Regions from separate parts of the Mus musculus genome. Here regions 1, 3, 4 and 5 are each linked to region 2. Evidence: chromatin contacts called from public promoter capture Hi-C data. All regions are on one chromosome and are shown on one strand. Each heading gives the region's core, a stretch centred on a gene start, on an enhancer-like site or on the middle of the called end of the contact. The rest is flanking DNA. Distances are from core to core; before and after follow the strand shown.

What was found. Promoter capture Hi-C pulls out the DNA fragments that hold promoters and counts their contacts.
Region 1: a promoter capture Hi-C map of pre-B cells shows a contact between it and region 2, with 4 times the contacts expected there. The contact joins the promoter of Zbtb8os here to the promoter of Snrnp40 in region 2. A contact is called at or near these places in 3 of 39 promoter capture datasets (liver and pre-B cells).
Region 3: a contact with region 2 is called in a promoter capture Hi-C map of liver, with 4 times the contacts expected there. The contact joins the promoter of 1700086P04Rik here to the promoter of Snrnp40 in region 2. A contact is called at or near these places in 2 of 39 promoter capture datasets (liver and pre-B cells) and 1 of 484 Hi-C or Micro-C datasets (B cells).
Region 4: a contact with region 2 is called in a promoter capture Hi-C map of pre-B cells, with 3 times the contacts expected there. The contact joins the promoter of Ak2 here to the promoter of Snrnp40 in region 2. A contact is called at or near these places in 2 of 39 promoter capture datasets (liver and pre-B cells).
Region 5: a contact with region 2 is called in a promoter capture Hi-C map of pre-B cells, with 5 times the contacts expected there. The contact joins the promoter of Ptpru here to the promoter of Snrnp40 in region 2. A contact is called at or near these places in 5 of 39 promoter capture datasets (3T3-L1-derived adipocytes, hippocampal neurons, liver and 1 more), 2 of 115 datasets of contacts at active chromatin or transcription factors (astrocytes and large pre-B cells) and 1 of 9 other capture datasets (adipose tissue).

The regions. Positions count from the first base shown.
Region 1 is chr4:129,334,618-129,337,317 of GRCm38.p6, reverse strand. Zbtb8os (zinc finger and BTB domain containing 8 opposite strand) reads right to left here and starts at 1,350. Exons shown (of 7, transcript NM_025970.4): 1 at 1,179-1,350. The coding sequence starts at 1,275. It overlaps Rbbp4 (retinoblastoma binding protein 4, chromatin remodeling factor), which reads left to right and starts at 1,948. Exons shown (of 12, transcript NM_009030.3): 1 at 1,948-2,100; 2 at 2,674-2,700. The coding sequence starts at 2,085.
Region 2 is chr4:130,358,845-130,361,544 of GRCm38.p6, reverse strand. Snrnp40 (small nuclear ribonucleoprotein 40 (U5)) reads right to left here and starts at 1,413. Exons shown (of 10, transcript NM_025645.2): 1 at 1,196-1,413. The coding sequence starts at 1,339. It overlaps Zcchc17 (zinc finger, CCHC domain containing 17), which reads left to right and starts at 1,553. Exons shown (of 8, transcript NM_153160.5): 1 at 1,553-1,669.
Region 3 is chr4:129,056,727-129,059,426 of GRCm38.p6, reverse strand. It overlaps 1700086P04Rik (a long non-coding RNA gene), which reads left to right and starts at 1,274. Exons shown (of 2, transcript XR_868180.3): 1 at 1,274-1,639. Rnf19b (ring finger protein 19B) reads right to left here and starts at 1,283. Exons shown (of 9, transcript NM_029219.2): 1 at 531-1,283. The coding sequence starts at 1,156.
Region 4 is chr4:128,991,868-128,994,567 of GRCm38.p6, reverse strand. Ak2 (adenylate kinase 2) reads right to left here and starts at 1,344. Exons shown (of 7, transcript NM_016895.4): 1 at 1,132-1,344. The coding sequence starts at 1,224.
Region 5 is chr4:131,836,913-131,839,612 of GRCm38.p6, reverse strand. It overlaps Ptpru (protein tyrosine phosphatase, receptor type, U), which reads left to right and starts at 1,335. Exons shown (of 31, transcript NM_001083119.2): 1 at 1,335-1,529. The coding sequence starts at 1,457.

The DNA.
Region 1 (2,700 bases), core at 101-2,600, 1.0 Mb after region 2:
CACCGGGAGATCTGTTTAGCAACAATAATAATCTGGGCCAGGTGTGGTGGACCATGTCTGTGATTCCAGCACCAGGGAATCACCTAGTGAGTTCCAGGTCAGTGAGGGTTAGAGTGAAATCCTGTCACACACACAAAAAGGAAAGTACTTAACACTTTACTGGGGCATAGGTAAATTATACTCAATTCTTTCAACTTTTTAAAAAAGATGATACATTGCTATATAGGGTGGTTCTCAAATTTTTTAATCTCAGGAACCCTATACTCAAAGACTACTGTAGGGCAGAAGCCATTATAGCTCAGGGGTAGACTACTAGTCTAGGATGTCCATTAAAGACATAAGAAATTTCTTTATTTCTGAGACAGGGCCTTACTCTGTAGCTCTAGCTGTCCTGGAACTCACTATGCAGACCAGGCTGGCCTCGAACTTAGAAATCCGCCTGCCTCTGCCTCCCAAGTGCTGGGATTAAAGGCGTGCGCCACCACTACCCGGCTAAATTTTTTTTTTAAATATTTATTTATTTATTATATGTAAATACACTGTAGCTGTCCTCAGACACTCCAGAAGAGGGAGTCAGATCTTGTTGTGAGCCACCATGTGGTTGCTGGGATTTGAACTCCTGACCTTCGGAAGAGCAGTCGGGTGCTCTTACCCACTGAGTCATCTCACCAGCCCCCGGCTAAATTTTTATCTTTCAAAAAAATTTAACGTGATGCAAAAGTTGCAGTACGTAATAAGATCCAATCTTGGGCTGTGGACACACACGTACGCACGCACGCACGCACAGAAAAAGGTATGTCTTGATTACTCTAACCTGGTCACACTATTCCCTACTGGGAGAAACTCGAGGACAACCCAGAAATCACTTAAAAATACAACTAATGCACAAGTATAATTTACAATGATAAATGTTGGACCAGCGCCACACCATTTAACTCTATCCCCAAAGGTAAGTGTGATTCAGGCACACATGGACTTTTAGAATGGATGGGGGCAGGGGATACGGCCTCGGGTTTCTTCATTCTCTAGTAAGGTGATCTTTTTCTTCACTTTCCCCCTAAATTGGGTCCAAAGAGGGGCACACTGTGATCACGCCAGAGCACCTTTAGGGCAAAGAAGTGGGCGAAGCAGGAAGCCGCAGGTTGTCCGAATGCAAGAGATGTGGGCCACCTACTCACATTCATATTTTCGATTGACTGGAGGATACTTGTCCTTGGTCGCCTTCTGTTCCTCCGTCAAATTGTAATCTCTAACATCTTCCTCCTCTTGAGCCATGATTGCGGAGTTGGTACTCTTACTTCCGCCCTTCATCAGCCAGACTTCGGCCCCGCGCCATAACTTCCGCTCTACACCCCACCCCCTTGGCAGCGGGTCTAAAAGGACCAGGACTCCATTCTGCAAGCTCGCGGAAGGATATACCCGCTTGCGGCTGCCGGGCTGCCGGGCTGCCAGGCTCGGTCCTGCCGCTTTTATAACATGTTTTAGAGACCAGCATCTTATTTCCTGCACTCATCACTATTAGTACCGAGGGAGTCAGTTAAAAGACGCCACCTTGAATTAGGCACCTGTAAGTCTAAACGGTGATGCGTTTTCTCCTCGTCTGGCCCTCCGAGTTGCTAACCAGACCCGGAAACACTTCCAAATTCTTTCGCTACCCTGAGGGAGTTGTCAGCATAACGGCCTGCTAAGAAGATGGCTGCGCATGAGCGTGTAGGGTGTATGTCACGTGATCTGCACGGGCCTCATCCCGGCAGGCGGGGCGCGCGCGCAATCCGTGGAAGTCTCCGGACTGTGGTGGGGGGTGGGGGAGAGAGAAGGGGCGGAGCGCGCGCGCCTCGGGACTCTGGAGAAAACGACTCTCGAGCGTCTCCATAGGCCGCGAGGCGGATGCTCCGCCCACCCCTCAGACCCGCGCTTTCTCATTGGTCGGTGTTGGCGCGAAGGCACGCGAGCCGGCCCCCTACGCACGGGCCGCAGGAAACAATAGAGGCCGCGCGCGCGGAGTGGAGCGCTCGTAGCCTCCCCGCCCCTCCTGCAACGCACGACCCCGGGATCCCCCAACCCCTCCCGGCTCTCCTGCCGCCATGGCTGACAAGGAAGGTGAGTGTGCCGAGGCCGGCTCGGAAGGGACGGTGCTGGCTTGTAGGGCTGTGTCGTGGCCTGTTACGCGGCCTGAGACGGAGAGCAGGCCCGACTCTGGCGAGCCTCGTCCCAGCGACGCCGGCCTGAGGACTGAGCTCCCCGGCGGGGCGGGCTAACGGCGCAGCAGCTCCTCCGGAGCGGATGCGAGGCGACGCCAGGTCTCCGGCCTAGGCGACTACGAGGCTCCCTGCCGGTCCCTCTGCCTGCCGAGACTCGGGGCGCCGCTCTCCATCCCCAGGCTCGATGCGCAGGTCTCCTCCCCGGGTTTGGCGGACTTGGCGCGCGCCACCGTGCTTCGTTCGGGGTTGGACACCATCGGCCCCCGAAGGAGTAACGGAGTGTCCGGCTGGGGTGGCCCCAGGACTTCCGGCCCGCCGCGGCCGAGAGTGGCGTTGGTGCCCGCGACCTGGGAGATTAAGATGAATCTCCATTTCGTTGTCAAAATCCGGGCGCTACGCCGGTGGCTTGGAGAGGTTTGTGCCCTTTCCGTTTACGTTCGCTAACTTGATTTGTCTTTTAAAAACATTTTAGCGGCCTTTGACGACGCAGTGGAAGAAC
Region 2 (2,700 bases), core at 164-2,663:
CACACACACACACTCACACTCACACACACACACACACTCACACACACACGCCTAAAACAGCACTCAGTAAAACAGTAGACCTTGCATTCTAGTGGAAAGTGAGAGAAAGGCACACAGAGCCACCCAGTGCTGAGTGCCATGGGAAGAAACAGTATGGGTTCCAGATTACAGGACACTCCAACTTGAAACACAGTGGTCAGGAAAGCCCCTCTGAAAACCTGGTGTCTGAGCAAAGATTTGAAAGAGCAAACAGCTGACCATGTGGGCATTTAAAAGAACATTCCAGCAAAAGCACCAAGGAAAGAAAGAACATTATAAGTCGGTGTCTTGAGCCAAGTGACATGCCAGAAAACTGGTAGATGAACAAGGTAAGGAGGGGATTATTACAGAGAATTTGATTTTTAAAAAAACGCACAATAGAAAGCCAACATAATGTTTTCAGCAGAGTATACCATGTGACTTAATATTTCCATGATTCCCCTGGCTACTGGATTAATAACCAATCCTTGGTTCAAAGACAAAAACCAGGAATACTAAATTAAGCTCTACCTGCAGTGATGTCAGATGACATAAAAACAGTTTTAACAAGAAGGTAAAAAAAAAGATCATAGTTACACAGATCTCTTCTCTTCTCTCTTTCAACAGGACTTTGCCATAATAAATAGCCTACACTGGCTTGGAGCCATGGATCTTCTGGATACAAAAAAGTTTGCCTTCCCCATTTGCAAAGTAACAGCTTCTTTCAGTCAGGTACCATGGTTAATGGAAATTTCACACGCAAAACATCCAAGATAACATCCAACGAGTGTTAATTACAATTATAAATGCAGAGAAAGAAAAAAGTTCTACCAGGTAGTAAAGCGAGCTATCATTCATTTCCATTGCCTCCCCTCTCATTCATTCGTCCACTCTGCAAACTTTCCTGAATGTTTCTTTTATGCTAAACCCCTGAAGATTTAGGATGCGGAAGCTTGGGTCTTGATTTTGAGGCCAAGGTTTTAAATGATTCAATGCCACTGAAGGGCTGAAAACAGGCGTCTACTAGGGAAACACGTATGAACCACACAGAGAACACCAGGCACCTTCACAGAAGCCTATTTTAACTTCAGGCTCACTGTCTTTCCGTTCCCTCAGAGGCGACATCATCCGTAGGAAGAGGGGCGGAGGGCCAAAGGCGGGATGACTCCCCACTTACCGCCTGCAGCAATGCCCCTGGAGTCGCCTGCTGCGGCCCCGCTCCGGGGCCGGCTCCTGCCGCTCCCAACAGCAACTCATGTCGCGGCCGCTTGACGGGAACCAGGGGTAGCTCCGGGCCCTTACGCTTCTGCTGCTCGATCATGGCGGCAGCCACTCTCCTCGGCGCCGCCACTAACCGCGCCGCCGACCGGAGGCGCCGCGCAATTGGTTCCAACTGAGTTCTTCCTCCAGAACTTCCGGAGAGGAGCAACCAATTGGCTTCTAACATTTCCTTCTGGAAAGCCCTCTGAATACACTCTTGTGATTGGTCCCATTCTGATGACGTCACGAGAAGGCGACTCTGGGATTGGGTCGCGGAGCTGGCGTTCTCCCCCGCCCCCTCGGGCGCGCAGTGCATCGTGGGTGAGAACGAGCGGAGCAGGTTTGGCGTTCCTAGCTATGAAGCGGCTGTCCTGCTAGGCGCGGACGCGGAGTGAGTGTGTGGGGAATCAGGCGGGTGGCTGTTCCAATCTGGAAGGTGCGAGGTGGTGATAGGCCTGAGCCTGCCCTTTTCAGCTATCAGCCTTAGCAGCATGGGGTGGCAGGAGGTGTCGCCGGAAAGAGAAGTCCCTTGGTAGGCTGGAGCGGAGCTTTGGCATCTCTGGCTCCAGGACTCGAACCCTCAGACGGCTATCCCTTGACAGCTGCTCTGCAGGATGCCAATTCTGCGTCTAGCTCTGTGCTGGCCCGAGTCCTGGCCTCCAGGCTTCAGTGCCGGACTTGGCTGAGGCGGCGGACTTAGTTGTCACTGATTTAGCCGTCTTTTTAAAAGGGCTTTAATTTATGTCCCCGAGACAGCCAGTGATGAGGAAAGTATCAGATGGTTCTTCCGAAGCACAGTTTAGTTGAGAAATCGAACAATCATGCTTGCGTGCCAGGTCTTCTCGAAAGTGGTCCAAATGATATTTATTGTGCAGTGCGTTTGGGGGTCATTCTGAAGAAATATGGTCCTCTACCCCAGAGTGTGGGAAACGTGTTAAACAAATTTGATGTTAAACAAAAACCATTTGATCGGAAGACTACCTAAACAAGCGATGCCTCTTGCTGTGAGTTACTAATATAAACTTGAAGGCTTTTTAAAGGAAAAGACATCTGAGCGGTTCCTATCTGATGGGACGGTTCTAATTAGGGGAAGAGAGGAAGGGAGAACGTTCTGCACAGAACAGCAGGTTCTATCAGTCGGAAAGATGAGGGAGACACAAAGAGCCGGTGTGGGGGGAGAGAGAGAGCGAGAGCGAGAGCGCTAGCTTAAAGTGAATATGGTATGGGATGAACCTGGAAGTCATGAAGATTTGCAGGAAGTTGAAGCTTTTACTTTAAAATTAATAGGAAGCCAGCGATAGTTTTCTCTCTCCTCCAGAATGTGGTGCAAAAGAGGACTTGATCCCTCAGGCTTAATGGTGTGATGAGATTGGAGAAAGATAAGAGGTTTACTGGGAGTAAATAGACCATTTCGGGAGCATG
Region 3 (2,700 bases), core at 25-2,524, 1.3 Mb after region 2:
GTGCCCCTAGAGCTGTTAGTGAGCTGCCTTCTCTCATCATCTGCATCTCAACTTTCAGCAGCGGTTGTGTGGAAGAACACGCCTTCTGCAATGCTGCTGCTAAGTGCGCCCCTAGCCATATGGACACACCCCTCGGAAGCGCGGCCCCTTCAGTAGGACATTTTCATTCTCTCTCCTATAACAAATATTCCTTCTCAATCATTACGATAACACGCACATACACACACCTCTCCCTTCCTGGGCAAAGAGAAAGAAAACAAAACAAAACAAAAAAAACCCCTGCTCACCCGGATATTCTGACTTAATGGACAGTTCCCTTCTCTTAGCACTCAGCCACCACCTCAAGCCACCTCAAGCAAGTAGGTATAGGGTGCTGAGTGCCATCAGACCGGTTGCAAGGCTGGTCTGAGGGTCGGTTACTCGTGATCGTCCGTCCTCTACCTCCTGCTGGGCACCATCCTCTCCTCCCTCAAGGTGTGTGACACCCGTTGCACCCGGGACGACCCCCGCGGCCACGCCCCCGCGCTCACCCGCAGTCAGGGGCCGGACACCAGCGGCAGTCGGGGTCCGAGGCCAGGTACCGGCGCAGCATGAACTCTTCGTACTTGTGCATGAGCGGCGGGTCGGCCAGCAGCAGACGGATGTCGTGTGGGTTGAGCCGCTCGCTGCACTCGGGGCAGCTGATGGGCACGCGGCTCTCGCTGATCTCCAGGCGCAGGTAGTGGCGGAGGCAGTCCCGGCACGAGCGATGCGGGCAGCTGAGGAGGCGCGGGGCCCGCTCGGGCGGCAGGCGCACCAGGCACAGCGGGCACTCCACCTCCTCCGCGCCGCCGCCCTCCGCCGCCTCGTCCTCCTCCGGCCCGGCAGCCACGGCCTCCGCCTCAGCCTCGGCAGCGGGCTCGGAGGGCAGAGCTTCCACCGGCGGGGCCTGAGCCTCAACCGGGGCCGGAGCGGGCGGCGGCGGCGGCGGCGGCGCAGCCGGGGGCGGCGGTTCGGCCTGAGGCTTGGTCCGGGCGCGGCGGCCGCGGGCCGAGGCGGAGAAGACGCTGTGGAAGGTGAGGCGCCGGCGCCGGCCGCCGCTGCGGCACTTAGGGTCGGGGGCGGCCGCATGGAGCGAGGTGGAGCGCGGCGACTCGGAGTCCTTCTCGGAGCCCATGGCCCGCAGAGGCTGAGGAGCCAGGGGCGCCCAGCGCCGCCGTAGCTCCCGCCTCAGCGCCCCCTCCCAGCCGGCGCCCCGGCCGCCGCCGCCGCCGCCACCGCCTCGGCAGTCCTCCCAGAGACAGAAGCCGACCAGCCGCTACGAAGTGGTTATAAAGCCTCCGCCCCGCGCGCCGCGGGCAACTGCGCAGGCGCCGGCCTCAGACACCTCACAACCCGCGCGGCCCCGCGAGAGGAGCTGGGCGGGGCCTGGAGGGCGGGGCCTGCAGGCTGCGGCGAAGCCCCGCCTTCTGCGGTCAGGTGGTCCGGCGCAGCCATATTTTGCACAGGCTCCACCCTCCGTTCCTTGTCCAGGAGTCAGGGGTCTTCTTTTCAATGAGGATGCCTTCATTTCGTCTGTAAAAAGAAGACGAGCGTTGATCTGGTAGTGATTCCCGCCGATCCACCGCCCAACATTTCTGTTGATGCTAGCCATTAAGTGGTAAGGAATATAGTCACTCATTGAAGATCCTCAAAGTGAGCCGCACTTCTAGATAAGACAGGCAGGCTCCCCTATCTTCAAGAATGAGTCCAGAGTTTTCATTCTAGCATTTGCTGTTTTCTGTCAACTAGTGAACTTACTCCTAAGCTGTATCTCTCAGGTACTCTGGTTAGTCACTGTTGGTAGAAAGAGGCCCAACAATTTCGCTTCTAGAAATGGTTTCTTTCAGTCCCCCTTCCCCAGTTCCTCTAACAAAAGACCCTTAGGCTTGGTGATGAGAAAAGCAAATACCTTCAACAGCAGCAAAGCCAGGTCAGGATTAGATTTTGGCTTAGAGAAATGAGAGAGGGAGGCTTATGATAGAGAATTTTCTTTCCATGAAAAATATGTCCGAAGATCGACAGTTCAAGCTTCTGTCTTAAGCTCACCTCATTCTGCCATATTCCAAACGGTGGGAAGAAAAATGTCTTATTTTAAGAAGACTGCTTAGGAAGTTCTGCCCAGTTTTGCTTGAATCTCATTGGTTAAAACAATCATCTTGATGCATCTTTCTTTAAAGATAAAAACAGTGTCTTGTTATTAATAAGGAATGGCAGTGAAGGCTTACAGTGATTCACTTGTCTAGCATGCCTTAAGGAGATGGGGGTGGGGATCGTGCAATGTAGGAACAGATATGTGAACATAGTAAGTTGTTTGATTTTTTTTTCCTGGCCAATACTTAAAACCAGATCCGCAACTCTTTAAACTTTTGAGATTACAACAACACAGCAAACGAAGCCCATTGGAAGAAATGTCCGGTAATGAAAACTAAGAACAGGGTCTAGTGGCCTAAGAAGGTATGATGTCATAGATGATCAAGCAGGTGTGATGTCATAGATGCCAAGACAATTTGTTTGCAAGAGGAAGTGGTCAGCCGTCAATTGTGACAAATGCTGCCAAGAACCCAAGAAAGAGAAGGACAGAAAAATATGACGGCTGGAATTGACAACACCAGGACTTTGTGTGTGTGTGTGTGTGTGTGTGTGTGTGTGTGTGTGTGTGTGTGTGTGTAGGGCAGAAGG
Region 4 (2,700 bases), core at 95-2,594, 1.4 Mb after region 2:
GAGAGAAGGAGGGAGGGAGACGGAGGGAGACAGAGGGGAGGTATCTTTAAAAACATAACAATAAACTCAGCAGTGCTGTGAAGAGGGAGGACAGCACTCATTTGCTTGGGAACGCAACCTTGAAAGAATTCCCTCTTTAGAGCATAGTGATCATCAAAGCTTGGGGTCTGATGGGGAGGTAGAGTTGAGGGGTGGGTGGTTGTGGCCAAAGGCTGGGCAAGAAAGTGACACCAACGGCCCACCATATGAGCTTCCAAGCCCTACGTGCCAGCATAAATCCCAGCCCTGATCTATGGCCCAGATGCCAAGCAAGGGAGGCTCTGCAGTGGGGCAGAAGGCAATCCTTGAGGCCTCTGTGAAACCGATTTCACTAACTTTGAAAAGTCACTGGACCTCTACACCTGTTTTCTTACCTGTTGATCTAGCACGTTAGCGGCCCTCAATTGCTCAATTACAACCATCAGAGCCATCTCATGCTGCTCCATGAGCACTCCCTGCCCCACTCACAACCCCCCATGATGCCCGTGGCTTATGAACCGAATCTATACATTCACCTCCAGTTTTCTGGCCAGCTGGAAAGGTTTTCTCCCATCCCCCCACCCCCAACAACACTGGTGGCTCCCGCGGCTCATGCCTCACTCTTGGCAGAACGCCTCGATAGGCATACACCAGTAACCACTCTGCCCCACGTGGAGACTTCTTAGTACCCCTAATCATTAGCCATTAAAAAAATTAAAAGTTTCACCCCCTTATGCCTAGAAATTATCCCTGACTCAGGGCAATACGCTCTCAACTCCGAGGGCGACTTGGTCACAAAGCTTTCTCCCATTCGGGCCTGTGATCCAGAGCTTCAGCCTGGGGGATCGCCCTGCCTTTCACAATTTTCAAGTAACAGTCCCTGGATGCCCTAACACGATCCTGGGTTCCCCCAAGAACCTCCACCCAGCCTCCCCCTTACTGCGACTGGGACCCTCCCCTAAACACCGCGCCACAACTGGAGACCCCGCGAGGGTCCCTGCAGGCCAGGGCTCACCACCCAGCTCCGGGGCGGGAAAGGAGCTTCCGGCTCTCCGACCGCCCTGACCTTGTAGCTTCTCGGGCTCCACCGCCCGACACGGAACCGACACTCACCTGCGTCCCCTTGCCAGCCCCGGGCGGCCCCAGCAACACGGCCCGGATGCCCTTCGGAATCTCCGGTTCGGAAGCCAACACGTTGGGAGCCATGTCTTCCAAAGCTTCACTCCAACAGCCAGCCGCACACCTCACAGGTCTAGCGCTTCCAGGCCAGCGTACATCCTACTCCGGGCTCACACTGGTCGCTCGCCGCATCCGTCAACCCTCTCTACCCGCCCCCGAACTTGACGGGCACTTTCATTTACCAATCGTACGACGAGACTAAGAAAATTCTGTTTCCGATTGGGCAGAATTGGGAACGAGGAAGAGGCGGGCCAGCCTGGGAAGAGCTGGGGCAACAGAGCGCGTGCGGCTCTCGGCTGGTGTATGGAGTGGGCGGGAAAAACGAGAAGGAAGCCTGGAGCGGGTGAAGTTCTAGTTTGGCCTTTGACAGTTAATAACTCCAGAGTCTCTGTTTGAGCCCCGTAAAATTGCCTGTGAGAGTGTAAGTGGGTAAAATCACTCCCAGGAAACAAATTGGCAATAACGTAACCTTTGGACCAGTAATTCCACTTCCAAGAATTCAAAGGCAGAAACAAGGAATATGTAATGAGTTCCTGACAAAGATGTTGATGTCTAATAATAAGATTGGTTAAGTAAATTCCAACAAGTTTGTAATCTGACACCCTCTCCCTCCAGAACACCCCCATTGAACAGCACCATAACTTTGGCTATTTGGGAAGATCACATTTAAAGCTTGTCAAGGCCACGACGGTGAATTCAAGGCCAGCCTGGGCAGTTTAATGAGACCTTGTCCCAAAATGAAAATGAAGATAGCTGGGGCTGGCTATAGTACAGAGACAGAAGTTTTGGGCTCAATCCCCAGGACTGTAAAAATAAAACACATATGCATATATGAACACAGACAACCTTCCTGACTTTTAAGTCAGCAGAAAGACAGTTTTTATCCAGAGAGATGAGCCTGTCTTGAACAAGGCAATGATGTCGCCAGCTTTTAGGTGTGTCAAAGTTTCATCCTGTCCCAAAGGAGCCTTTCTCAACTGTAAGTGCAAGTGTGATTAGGAAACCATTCTTGCCCCACAGGCACAGTGCAACCATTTTCTACACCCTAGTGGTAAATGATGTTAACCAGCTAGCCAGATGGCTCAGCTAGTATAGACACTTGCCACCAAACTCTGAGGACCTGCGTTTGATTAACAAGACCCCACCCCCAATGAAAGAAAGAAGAGAACCAACTCCCACAGGTTGTCCACCGAGCTCCACATGTGTGCTGTGGTACACATATCTGCGCGTACATATATGTTCACACACAGAAAATAAGAAATAAATTCAAATGAAAAAAGAGAAACTAACATTCATACTTCTTGCTCATCCTGGATTTTCATGGGAGCCAGCTTGATCTGGTTGGGTTCTCTTAGTGGCCTTGAAGGAAGCAGGGGTTTATTGTGTCCTTTTTAAGACCGGAAGCGGAAGTAAGAGCTGATCACTATATAATTACATGGTCACAGGATTACAAGTAACACTGTGAACTAAGGGGCAGGGCAAAGTTCAGTCACTGGTGTCTAG
Region 5 (2,700 bases), core at 86-2,585, 1.5 Mb before region 2:
GTATTTATTTATCTGCGGCATGAAGTCTTCGTGAGAGCAAGGGCCCTCTCTGTAAGTACTCATCTATCAGTTACCCGCTCATTCATTACTCATCGAGTATGCGGGATACCAGGCCCCGGGGGAAAAAGCTTCCCTAGGGGGACACACATTCTAAACATGGGGGATATATACCAAGTCCATCACATAGCAGGCAGTCTGTTTAGAAGTGCAGCGATCCACTTTCCCTACTGTAGGTTCCAACCCCCCCCCCCACCCTCTCCTGCATCTTCCTCCTGAATGTAAGCTTCATGAGGGTGGGGATTTTAAAAAATATTTAAATTATATTTAAAATATAATTTTATATTTTATAAATATACACGGCCAGAAGTGCTGGTCTGATGCGCAGTTACAGGTGGTTGGACAAGGGTGCTGGGGATCCATCCTGAGCCCTTTGCAAGAGCCGCGTGCACGCACCTAACCACTGAGCCGTCTCTCTAGCTCCCGGAGATCAAGCCTTTGTTTTTTAATCTCCTCGGTAGTCTACAGTCATCACTGAACCAACAAGCCCATATCTATTCAGTATTTGAGAAGCAAATGGGTTTCCAGATGTGAGTCGGTTTTTGTTCGTTTGTTTACACATTTCGAACCAGACAACCTTGATTCAGATCTTGGTGTCGCCTCATACTGACACATAATCTTGAAAAAGTCACGCTCTATGATCTCAACTTTCTCAACTGTGTAATGGCATTAGAATGGTGTGTGTCCCCTAGGGCAATAGTGAAGATGAACAGAGTCCCAGAGAGAGGCACACATGGCACCTGGTCTTAAGTAGCCACTGACAACTATGCTGGTGGTTGTGCAAAAACTTGGACGGGGCAGAGTTCCAAATCTACTTACTCCGAGTAGCCGGAGGCTACTGTAGAGGCACGAGCGTCAGTAAGAGAGAAGTGAATTTCATATTACTGAAAGTAAACGGCAACATTCCAAAGGCCCAACAACGTTTCAGGTAGATGAAGAGTGCTCTGTCATTGGAGGGAGCTGGGAGTTTATGTTCAGAGTAGTCAAGGTAGGAAAAACTTAAGCAACTGAGGGAACAGAGGAGCCAAGGGTTCCTGGGTTACAGTCTCAGCCGTGGGCAACGGATGCGTTGAGAGTGCCGACCTGAACACCGGCACCGGCCGATGGATCTTGTCGACGGGGTGCGAGAGTGGGGGATGGGCACGCCAAGGCCGGCGGGCCCAGGGAACCGGGCCGCAGCGCGCGACACCACCAGCAGGGGACGCCTCGAGACCGCGGAACTCGCGCCCGGGGGCCTGACGTCAGCGCCCCGCTCGTTCGGGCTCCCGCTCTGGACTCGGCGCCAGTCCCGCTCCGCGCGGCACTGCTCCACTACGGCTCCCGCTCGCCTTGGGCTCCCGGTCGGGCTCCGGAGGCGTCGCCTCCCCAGCTGCGGGTCTCCAGGACCTAGGCGGCGGCCATGGCCCGGGCTCAGGCTCTGGTCCTGGCGCTCACCTTCCAGTTCTGCGCGCCTGAGACCGAGACTCCCGCAGGTAAGCGCGCGCGGTCCCTCCAAGCTTATCCCGCGAGTGCCCGGGGGGCCGGGGATGGCTTGTCGCTGGTGTCGGAGTGCTCCAAGCTTCTGTGGCCGCTGTGTCTGTAGTTTGTGTGCAAACTGAGGTTGAGTGTGTACCGCGGATGCGAGTGTGCTGGTGTGAGTGTCGCCTGCGTGGAGCACCGGGTGTGCGCTGGCTCATGTTTGTCCACGCTGCCAAGTGGGTTGTGTATCTGAGTTTCAGTGGCTTGGCTAGAGTTGCGTCTGATCCTGTGTTGCATTTGTTGGCTTTTTTTTTTGTATTCCCTAGGCGGGAGTACTGTTTGTTGCTGGTGCGTTTGAAAACCCGCGTGTTTGTTTATGCCTGTGCTGTGAGGACTCGGTGGATTGTGCCCAAGTGTGGGCCCGAGTGTGTGTGGTGTGTGTGTGTGTGTGTGTGTGTGCAGTCGTGGGAACCGGGTCGGAACCTGTGTGAGCTCTGTGCCCACGAGTGACCCTGTGGGAGTATTTGGGGTGTACGATGCTGTGTGGGTCCGTGTGAATGTCAGGGATGCGGGGAATACGTATGGGGGAGCGTGTCTGGAGTGGATGTGAGTGTGTCGGTGAGCGATGGTTTCGTGGCTAGGGACGCTGCGAGCTTGGGGTGCTCCTAGGCCGTGGTCGAGTGTGGCCGGGACCCGAGGGTGTGTGTGCATGTGTGTGTGCATATGTGAGTGTATGTGTGATCGCGCGCGCGCGTGTGCGTGGCGCACCCGGCCGGAACAAGTTGTCGCGGCGGCGTCCCCCGGAGGCTGGGGCGGCCCTGCGGCTGGCGAGGGAAGGAACGGGGAGAGACGTGGCTGTAGCCGCCGACTCCGACATTTCGGGCGGTTTGTTGTTTCGCAAGTTCCGAGCGGCGCTGGCTGGCGGCTGATCCGAGGAGGCGCCAGGGCCGCGGGGCGCCCGGGATGGGGAGGGCCGTGGGGCGCACCCGGTTGCGGGCGGGGCTGCGGCGTCGGGGCCCCCGCAGGGCCTGGCTGGAGGCCTCGGGACAGCGTCCCCATCGTAGCTCGTCAGAGGCGTTGGGGACGCCGCGGTCCCCGGGGACGCTGCCTGCGTCTGCTTTGCAACTTTGTGCGGCCTCCCGGCCAGTCGGGCACGCGCGTGCGGACGTGTGTGTGTTGTGTGTG